3 separate regions of the Sus scrofa genome follow, and all the other regions are linked to region 3. The links are chromatin contacts, called in public Hi-C maps. All regions are on one chromosome and are shown on one strand. The core of a region is the stretch at or near the end of the contact, and the rest is flanking DNA. Distances in the headings are between cores, read along the strand shown. Region 1 has its middle 350 kb from the start of TNC. Region 2 overlaps LOC102161373 (a long non-coding RNA gene). Region 3 has its middle 73 kb from the start of TNFSF8.

Region 1 (2,700 bases), core at 200-2,699, 450 kb after region 3:
CTCTGGAGACTGATATGCCAACACAGTGAGAGCCGGGCTAGTTGGAGACATGGATTCAGGATTTCCAGCTGGCAGTTAAGGTAGCAGCACAGGTGTCTGACTTCCCTGTCTCACTAGAGCCTGCCTTCCCTGGATGAAGGTGAGAAGGACGAACAATCTGTTTCTCTGGTGTCACCATTTCTAGTAGCAGATAGCTCTTTATTGGCACAATTACTGCATGTGTTGCTACTTCTCTACATTTCCAGGAAACCAGGTTAAGCATTTCTTTGAATAGATGTTGATGTGCATCTTTCGGATGCAGAGAACTGGCAGTAAGTAGACCCTTGTAATACGGTGGGTTTTGGTACTGCCTAGGAGACTTAAGGTACTGTTTCTTGGGCATTTATAGTGAGAAATTAAAATGAAATGAAGGTCCCTGATGCTGTGTAACTTTAAGAACTGTGGGGTTGTACTATGTTTAAAGATGGGGAGTGCCCCATTTAATGCAATGGATGGATGGATAGATAGAAGATAGATAGACAGACAGATAGATGGTCATGGTTAATTTTATGTGTCAACTTGGCTAGGCCACAGAACCCAGATATTTGATCAAACATCTAGATGTTTCTATGAAGGTACTTTTAAGATGAGATTAATATTTAAATAAGTAGGGAGTTTCTGCTGTGGCACAGTGGGTTAAGAATCTGACTGCAATGGCTTGGTGCAGTCAAGAGGTGCAGATTCAGTCCCTGACCTGGCACAGTGCTTTAAAAGATCCTGCACTGCCATGTAGGTCACAGTTGCAGCTCGGATTCAATCCCTGGCCTGTGAACTTCCATAAAAAAGTTTAAAAAATAATTTAAATCAGCAGACTTTGAGTAAAGCAGATTACCTTCTATTATGTGGGTGGGCCTCATCTGATCAACTGAAGACCTTAAGGCAAAAGACTGACCTTTAAGAAAGGTCAAGGAAGAGAGAATTCTGCTAGCACATTGTGTTTGGACTGGAGCTGCAACAACAATTCTTCCTGGGGTCTCTAGCCAGCCAGCCGGCCCTGCAGATTTTTGGACTTGGCAGCCTCCAAATCTCTCTCTCTCCCTCCCTCTCTATTCTATTGGTTCTATTTCTCTGGAAGAACAGGGAGACAGACAGACTGACAGACAAAGCCTGCTAAATACTCGGCACTCACTAGAGAAGCCCAAGAATATCAGTTCATCTCATTTTTAGAATATGCCTAAGAGCTGTGGTCTAACAGATGAAGAAGCCACAGTTCGAGATGGTAAATCACTGCCTAGGGTCTTACCGGTGGTTAGTACAGACCTGCATTTTCACTCCAGGATGCTCACTGCTCTAACGTGTCTCCTTGACTTGAAGGGTCTCGACGCATCCTTGGCTCTCACTCATTCTCCTTTGCCCCTGCCTGCCCTGCCGGCCGGCTCTCTGCCGCGCTTTTGGAACCACCCTGTTCACACCAGGGGCATTCTTCCCAGCTGCAACTCTGGCCCAAGTCTGTTCACACAGCCTGGTGCTAATAGAGATCCCAGACGCTCCTGGCTTCACTGACAACATCAGCGGCAAAAGAATGCAAAACAGAAGCAGGGAACACTTTTCAGAGGAAAATGGGCTCCTTTCTTGAGTAGACCTTGCTTGACCCCTTGAGCCAGGGCAGAATGTGGGAATACGGCTATAAGAGACAGAACAGAGGCGCCCCAAGCTGCCATGGAAACACAGGCTCCTGTTACACTGGGGCATTGTAACATTCCTCCTCACCCTCCCTTTAAATTCTTGCAAATTGTCTGCACCAGTTTATTTAATCATTTATCTAATTGCTCAGCCAATCAATACATATTTTTTGAGCATATTAACAAACACTACCCTTGGTGCTGGAGAGAGGACGCAGATTACAATAACCTCCCTAGTATTTGCTCTGATGGAAAAGACAGGTATATAGCCAGGCAATTCCAAGATATTGTGATAGGTGTTCAGGAAGAAGGAAGTGCACTAGAAAAGCACAAGGGAGGACACAGAGATGTACTGATTCAATGAGTCAGGGAAGGATTTCTGGAGGAGGTGACACCTAAGCCAAGACCCAAACACACAACTGGGATTCTCCAGTAATTGGGATGGGGCTGGGGAGGGAAAAGATCGTTTTCTTTCTTTTCTTTTTTTTTTTTTTTTTGTCTTTTTGCTATTTCTTTGGGCTGCTCCCGTGGCATATGGAGGTTCCCAGGCTAGGGGTCCAATCAGAGCTGTAGTCACTGGCCTACGCCAGAGCCACAGCAATGCGGGATCCGAGCCGCGTCTGCAACCTACACCACAGCTCATGGCAACAATGGATCGTTAACCCACTGAGCAAGGGCAGGGACTGAACCCGCAACCTCATGGTTCCTAGTCGGATTCGTTAACCACTGCGCCACGACGGGAACTCCGAGGATCATTTTCTGAATGAAGTAAAAATGTGCTAAGGTTGGAGGGCTGGATCTGAGAGTATATATGATGACTGCAAAGAATTCAGTCATTCCCTGTGACTTGGGGAGACAGGAGGAGTGGGGTGGCATGGCATGTGTACCGGAGATGAAGGAGGAGGGGAACTGCTTGGAATCAGAATCTGTAGCAAAGCTGGGCTAAAGAAAGCAGTAAGGAGAAGAGAGGGGAAATGACAAAGTACCAGCAGAACACAAATTTGCTTTTGTCACCTGCAGCTGCTGGTGTGACTTTGTC
Region 2 (2,700 bases), core at 197-2,696, 350 kb after region 3:
CCACAGCAGGAACTCAGTACCGAAAGGTTGTAGTACACATTTATTGAGTCAGAAGAGAGAGAGAGAGTGGGTTTGTGAGGTAGGGACAGAGCTGGTGGGGAACAAGGGAGTGATTTATGTCCGTCTGTTCTCACACTCCGTTCTACTTGGGAAACCAGAGAGGTGAAGATAACAGGAAAAAGAGGGCATGCCCTTAAGTAAATCATCTGTTGTTGCCCAGATGTCATTGTGGTAATGAGGAAACCCCCTGAAATCAGTTTGTCAACAGCTCCAGATAGGACTCTCCAGGGCTTTCAGTGGCAAGTTCAGGGGTTCCAAGAAGGATCCAGGAATGCGGCGGTCACAGAGGGGAACGGCCGTTTTTTTGGGGAGTCTTCATTTTTGGATGTTCTCTGAGCTTTGGATGAACTGGAAGGGGTTTTTAGGCAAGAGCTTGGTCAGCAGGCATGTTCCTTCTCTACCTTGGCCATGTTTATCTTACTCCCATCACAGGGAAAGATGCCAACTCCTATTCAGTCAACAGAGTCAACTCTGGGAGGTTTATAAATAGCTTCTGAAAACACTCTGAAACTTCCCGGAGGACTTCCACAGCACTCCTTAATAGGAACCGATTGCAACAGCAGAAAGAAAGGATTTTCGAAAGGCAAATCAACAGGGTTGAAAAGGGTAAACAGAACACAGATAAAAATCACAGTGAAAGTGGGACTGTGGAGATGGCGGTCTGCGTGGGAAACTTTTCTAATTTCAAGTTTATAAATAAAAATATAGATGAACATTCAGACAGGATGTGGTTTAGATCGGCTCCTTCACAATAGTATTTTTTTCCACATCAAATAATAAGTAATATTAATAGAACCACATGGGGGAAATAACCTTGTTTGAAAGAACACATTTTTTTTTTCCCCAAGCATTTTTAGACACTCAGTTTTAAGTAGTAGCTACAAATTTAAGCTACACACTCATTATCTTTTCAGTTATAAACAATTCCTATCTATCTGGTTGTGGCAAGTATCCATGTACCCCTCACCAAGACCTTGACCCTGAGGTCCTCCAGAAGGATTGACACTCAAATTCCAGGGCAGAGTTGAAGCAGGTTTGTTCTCCTCCAGGTCAACAGATTTTTACCTGAGGATAGAGACTCTCAGAGGATGGAGAGAGCACAAAAAAGCTTCTACCTCCTAGAGCTCACCTGAGCCAGAACAGTAAGGAAAGCGGAGGGTTCTTAAGGATTACTGTTTGTTATTTTTCATCTGCCCAGACACGACCCAGCCTCTCAGTTGAAGCTGATGGCACTGAGGGATGGAGTAGGAGGAGATGCCCAAGGCTATGAATTCTTTGTTCCCTGATCAAGAGGAGGTGGCTCTTTCAACGGAAGGGCCCAGAGAGGTCAAGGATGATGGTTCTGGCCTGCTGCATCTCTGGTTGCCCTGGCTGTATCAGAGAGAGCCCTTGATCCTCCTCTCTAGCGCCTCCTATGGGACCAACTAGGGACAGTCTGGCTTTTATCAGGAGCAGCGGGCAAGCAGTGGACAGACAGCAGCAGGCCCCTGGGGGATGGTTCCAGGAACCCCTACCAATCTCTGATCAGAAGTCAGATCAGAGCAACACATGTTTTCTGTGTAACTTCTGTGAAGCAGAGTAACCAAATCTTCTCCCTAGATAAATAATGTTAATGAGTGCTTCTGTTGTTAAAATGATTTCCCTTCATAAAATATCCTACTCAATGTTGCAGTGTTCATGGTGACCTTGAGAGGCAGAGGTGATGGACGTGTTGAGAATGCTCATTTTTCAGGAGAGAACTTGGAGCACTGCAAAGGCAAAGCACATCTACCGAAGTCCAGAGCTATTAAGCGCCAAGCCTGGGACTTGAACCTATGTTGAAACATAGATAAAGTCTTAGGGCCTTTTCATTGGGTCCACTGGTTCCATTTAGCCACATAACTCTCTAACTCATTCATTCATTCCTTCAGCAAACTGAGTACCTGCCACATTGCAAGCACTCTTTTAGGCACTTGGGTAATGTCACAGAACGAGGTGGACAGAAGTGTATGCCCCTGAAGCCAGATGCAGAATAAAACATGCGTACTGTCTCCTGCACCACCACTCCCTAGCTTAGGCAGTGTGGCTTCCCGCTCAGGGGGCTTGTTGTCCTGGGAGGCAGGGGACACAGGCAATAGACGGTAATCAAAATACTTGTTTATGGAGTTCCCATCGCGGCACAGTGGTTAACGAATCCGACTAGGAACCATGAAGTTGTGGGTTCAATCCCTGGCCTTGCTCAGTGGGTTAAGGATCCAGTGTTTCTGTGAGCTGTGGTGTAGGTAGCAGATGCGGCTCAGATCCCACGTTACTGTGGCTGTGGTATAGGCTGGCAGCTACAGCCCTGATTAGACCCCTAGCCTGGGAACCTCTATATGCCAAGGGTGTGGCCCTAGAAAATTTGAAAAGACCAAAAAAAAAAAATTGTTTAAATGTTAGAGTAAAGGTGGTAAGCAATCTGGAAGAAAGACAGCAGCGTGAGGGGGAACTGAGGTATTGTGTCAAGGGATGACTAATATTTTAAATAGGATGTTGATGGTAAGTTTCGCTGAAAACAGGTGAATTTGAGCTTGATGGAGCTAAGAGATAAAGGCATCTGGGTAAGAGCTTTACAGGCAGAGTACATAGCAAAGGAAGAGGCCCTAGGGAGCCTGCGATGGC
Region 3 (2,700 bases), core at 96-2,595:
TGGTTTGCATTCCTCGCTCAAGGTTGAGTCCCTCTGCAGTTACCCAGTGGGCCAAGCTCAAGTTCCCTGCCCTGGCTGCCGTGGGGAGGAGAGTGTTTTCCCCACGGCTTCCATGGTGGGAGGAAGGGTTCTCACCAATGGGAAAGTTTCCAAAACCAGAGAGGAGTTTGAATGGTGGGACGCCATCCAATGACCAAGGTCCACTCCAGGGAGCGAGGCGGGAATAGGGGCGTCAGGTGGTCACAAGAGTGGTACTGAGCACCTGGCACTCCCCGAGGGCTGGCCTGCCTGTCAGGGCCCCTGAGAAGAGTTTAAAGAGCAGGACTATTTCCAATGGCACGGGCAGTATGGAGGAGACCCATGAGGGCTAGCGTAGCCCCCCAGGGAGGAGCAGAGACCATCGGGAGGCCTGAAGGGGCAAGTGGGCATAGCAGTTGTCTGAAGCCTCGTGTGGAGGTAGTCAGTTGACAGGTGCTGCGCCTCTTATGAGGGAAACTCACCAGCATGATGCCAGCCCACCATGACCCGTAGAGATGGAGCTGGAGGACCAGTGCCCTGACTCTCCTTCCCGCCCCCTTCTCCAGCAGTCTCCTCCCTTCAATGTCCATGTGCTGCCCATGGAAGCCTGAGGGCAGGCGGGTCCATTGATCTAGTTCAGGTAGGGTAGCCCTTGGGACACAGAACAGGAAGGAGGTGTACAGATGGCAGAGGGGCAGAGGGAAGACCGAACACCCTGGGAGTTAATTCTCCATGAGAGCCTTGGAGTGCTTCATGAACTTGAGCTTGGACTGGGAGGGTAGAGTAGGATTTCAGGAGACCTTTCAAGATGAAGAAGGCTGCTTGAATGGAGCCACGGAGCTGGCCACTGAAGGGTGTTTGAGAAGCCCTGAGCTCACACTTCTGGCCAGAACCTGTGGAGCAGACAATGTATACCTACTGGGCAGGTTTCTAATGCCATGGCCTCAGACCTTCTGCCTACCTGGCCTCCACGTGGAGGCATCTATGACCTTCCAAAGGCCATGATTAAGGACTCTTGTTTGATGTGGCTTCTTCACCAAGAGAATTTGATTCTTGTGTGGCCTCTGGGGAATTCCTTACCAGCTTAGTTATATCTCTTTTTTGGGAGGGGCTGGGTTGGGAACTCCTAAATCAGCAGCCAGTAGAGGGTTAAACCTCCCATGTAAGGTTTGGTTGTTACAGGGAGCCAGTTTGTTTGGGTTAATACAGCAAGGCGAGTGTTGCTATGGCTGGATTGTAGGCAACAAGTCTTATGATCTGGAACAGCAAACTGTGTATATAACATGACAGCATTTATTAAAGCAAGATAAACTCAGCAGCAAAGGATCTGGCTGGAGCCACACATTCCTGCGATCCTGGCTTCTGAAGCCATCACATTCCATTTGAGTGAGGCCTATCAGCCCAAACATTTTCATTAAATAAGTCGATTTGTTGAAAATTCCTAAGAGAATGAACTGAGTATTGCCCCCCCCCCACTCCCACATCTGTATTTAAAAGAGAAATGTATCATGTGCGGTTCTGACTCACATTCACTGAGTACAAACAGATCTGCTTTGCCAGGCCGTGGGTTCCCCCATGAGCAGATGTATTCAGGCCAGACTGGGTGACACAGGGCTCCCTTCCTTTTAGGGGCCGATGAGTGCAGGAGAAGGACACAGTCCTAGCAGACATTCTTTCTAATTCACCAGGTTGCAGGAGCCTGATGAAGGATCCAGATAGCTGCCCCACACCCCTCATTGTGCAGCACTACTCTGTCACCATGGCACCCGTGTCCTCAGGGAAGGAGAGGTTTTCATCAGGGGCTTGGGGCAGAGCAAGAACACTGGGGCCAGAAGCCCTGAGTTTACATCCTGGTTCCATTGTTAATTGGGGAAGTAGCCACTGGCAAGTCCTTGCACTCCTGGTAACCCCAGTCCACTACACACACACATTTTTTTTTTTTTTGGTCTTTTTGTCTTTTCTAGGGCCACTCCCGTGGCATATGGATGTTCCCAGGCTGGGGTCCAATCGGAGCTGTAGCCACCAGCCTACGCCAGAGCCACAGCAACGAGGGATCCGAGCTGCGTCTGCGACCTACACCATAGCTCATGGCAATGCCGGATCCTTAACCCACTGAGCAAGGCCAGGGATTGAACCTGCAACCTCATGGTTCCTAGTCGGATTCATTAACCACTGAGCCACGACGGGAACTCCCAGTTGGCCATATATAAAGTGACGGTAGCAATAGCCGCACTCATGAGTGCTTGCCATCTGCCAGGCGTCATGCAAAGAGCGTCTGGGGATGGTATCATTTATTTCCCACAGAAATCCCATGGAACTGGAGAGGCAGCTCCCCCCTCTTTACTGATGAGGAAACTGAGGCCTGGAGAGGCCAGGGACTGAGGAATGGAGGAGCCAGGGTTTGAACTCAGGCCGTCTGCCTCTGGGGACTCTAACCCTTGCATGACCACAATTGTCACCTCATCTATGTCATGGAATTTTTAGGAGATTGCATTAGAAAATGAGTATAAAAATGTCACTTAAACCACAAAGCGTAAGTCTTGGGAGTGATGAGCAGGAAGCTGAATCTTACGTTATAAGCTTTTCCCAAACTTCTTCAACTTTGCTCAAAACGGTTTTCCTCCCTCAGTCCCTCTCCTTTTCGAAGTTCCTCACTTGGTTTGAACACTTGGCTTTGGTGGA

The links. A called contact is a pair of places that touch in the nucleus more often than the background predicts.
Region 1: a contact with region 3 is called in a Hi-C map of adipose tissue, with 5 times the contacts expected there. The contact joins two enhancer-like sites. A contact is called at or near these places in 6 of 47 Hi-C or Micro-C datasets (adipose tissue, embryonic fibroblasts, mesenteric adipose tissue and 2 more).
Region 2: a contact with region 3 is called in a Hi-C map of retroperitoneal adipose tissue, with 1.7 times the contacts expected there. The contact joins two enhancer-like sites. A contact is called at or near these places in 2 of 47 Hi-C or Micro-C datasets (embryonic fibroblasts and retroperitoneal adipose tissue).

Annotation. Positions count from the first base shown.
Region 1 is chr1:255,983,577-255,986,276 of Sscrofa11.1, forward strand. No RefSeq gene overlaps it. Among named protein-coding and RNA genes, the nearest start is that of TNC, 350 kb to the left of the region's middle. Within about 2 kb of position 1,450, at least 4 of the 83 cell types and tissues checked have an H3K27ac peak or open chromatin away from gene starts, as enhancers often do. A contact at or near this core is called in adipose tissue, where this site is marked.
Region 2 is chr1:255,881,370-255,884,069 of Sscrofa11.1, forward strand. The region is part of intron 4 of LOC102161373 (a long non-coding RNA gene); the gene reads left to right. Among named protein-coding and RNA genes, the nearest start is that of TNC, 250 kb to the left of the region's middle. Within about 2 kb of position 1,447, at least 11 of the 83 cell types and tissues checked have an H3K27ac peak or open chromatin away from gene starts, as enhancers often do. A contact at or near this core is called in retroperitoneal adipose tissue, where this site is marked.
Region 3 is chr1:255,530,501-255,533,200 of Sscrofa11.1, forward strand. No RefSeq gene overlaps it. Among named protein-coding and RNA genes, the nearest start is that of TNFSF8, 73 kb to the left of the region's middle. Within about 2 kb of position 1,346, at least 22 of the 83 cell types and tissues checked have an H3K27ac peak or open chromatin away from gene starts, as enhancers often do. A contact at or near this core is called in adipose tissue and retroperitoneal adipose tissue, where this site is marked.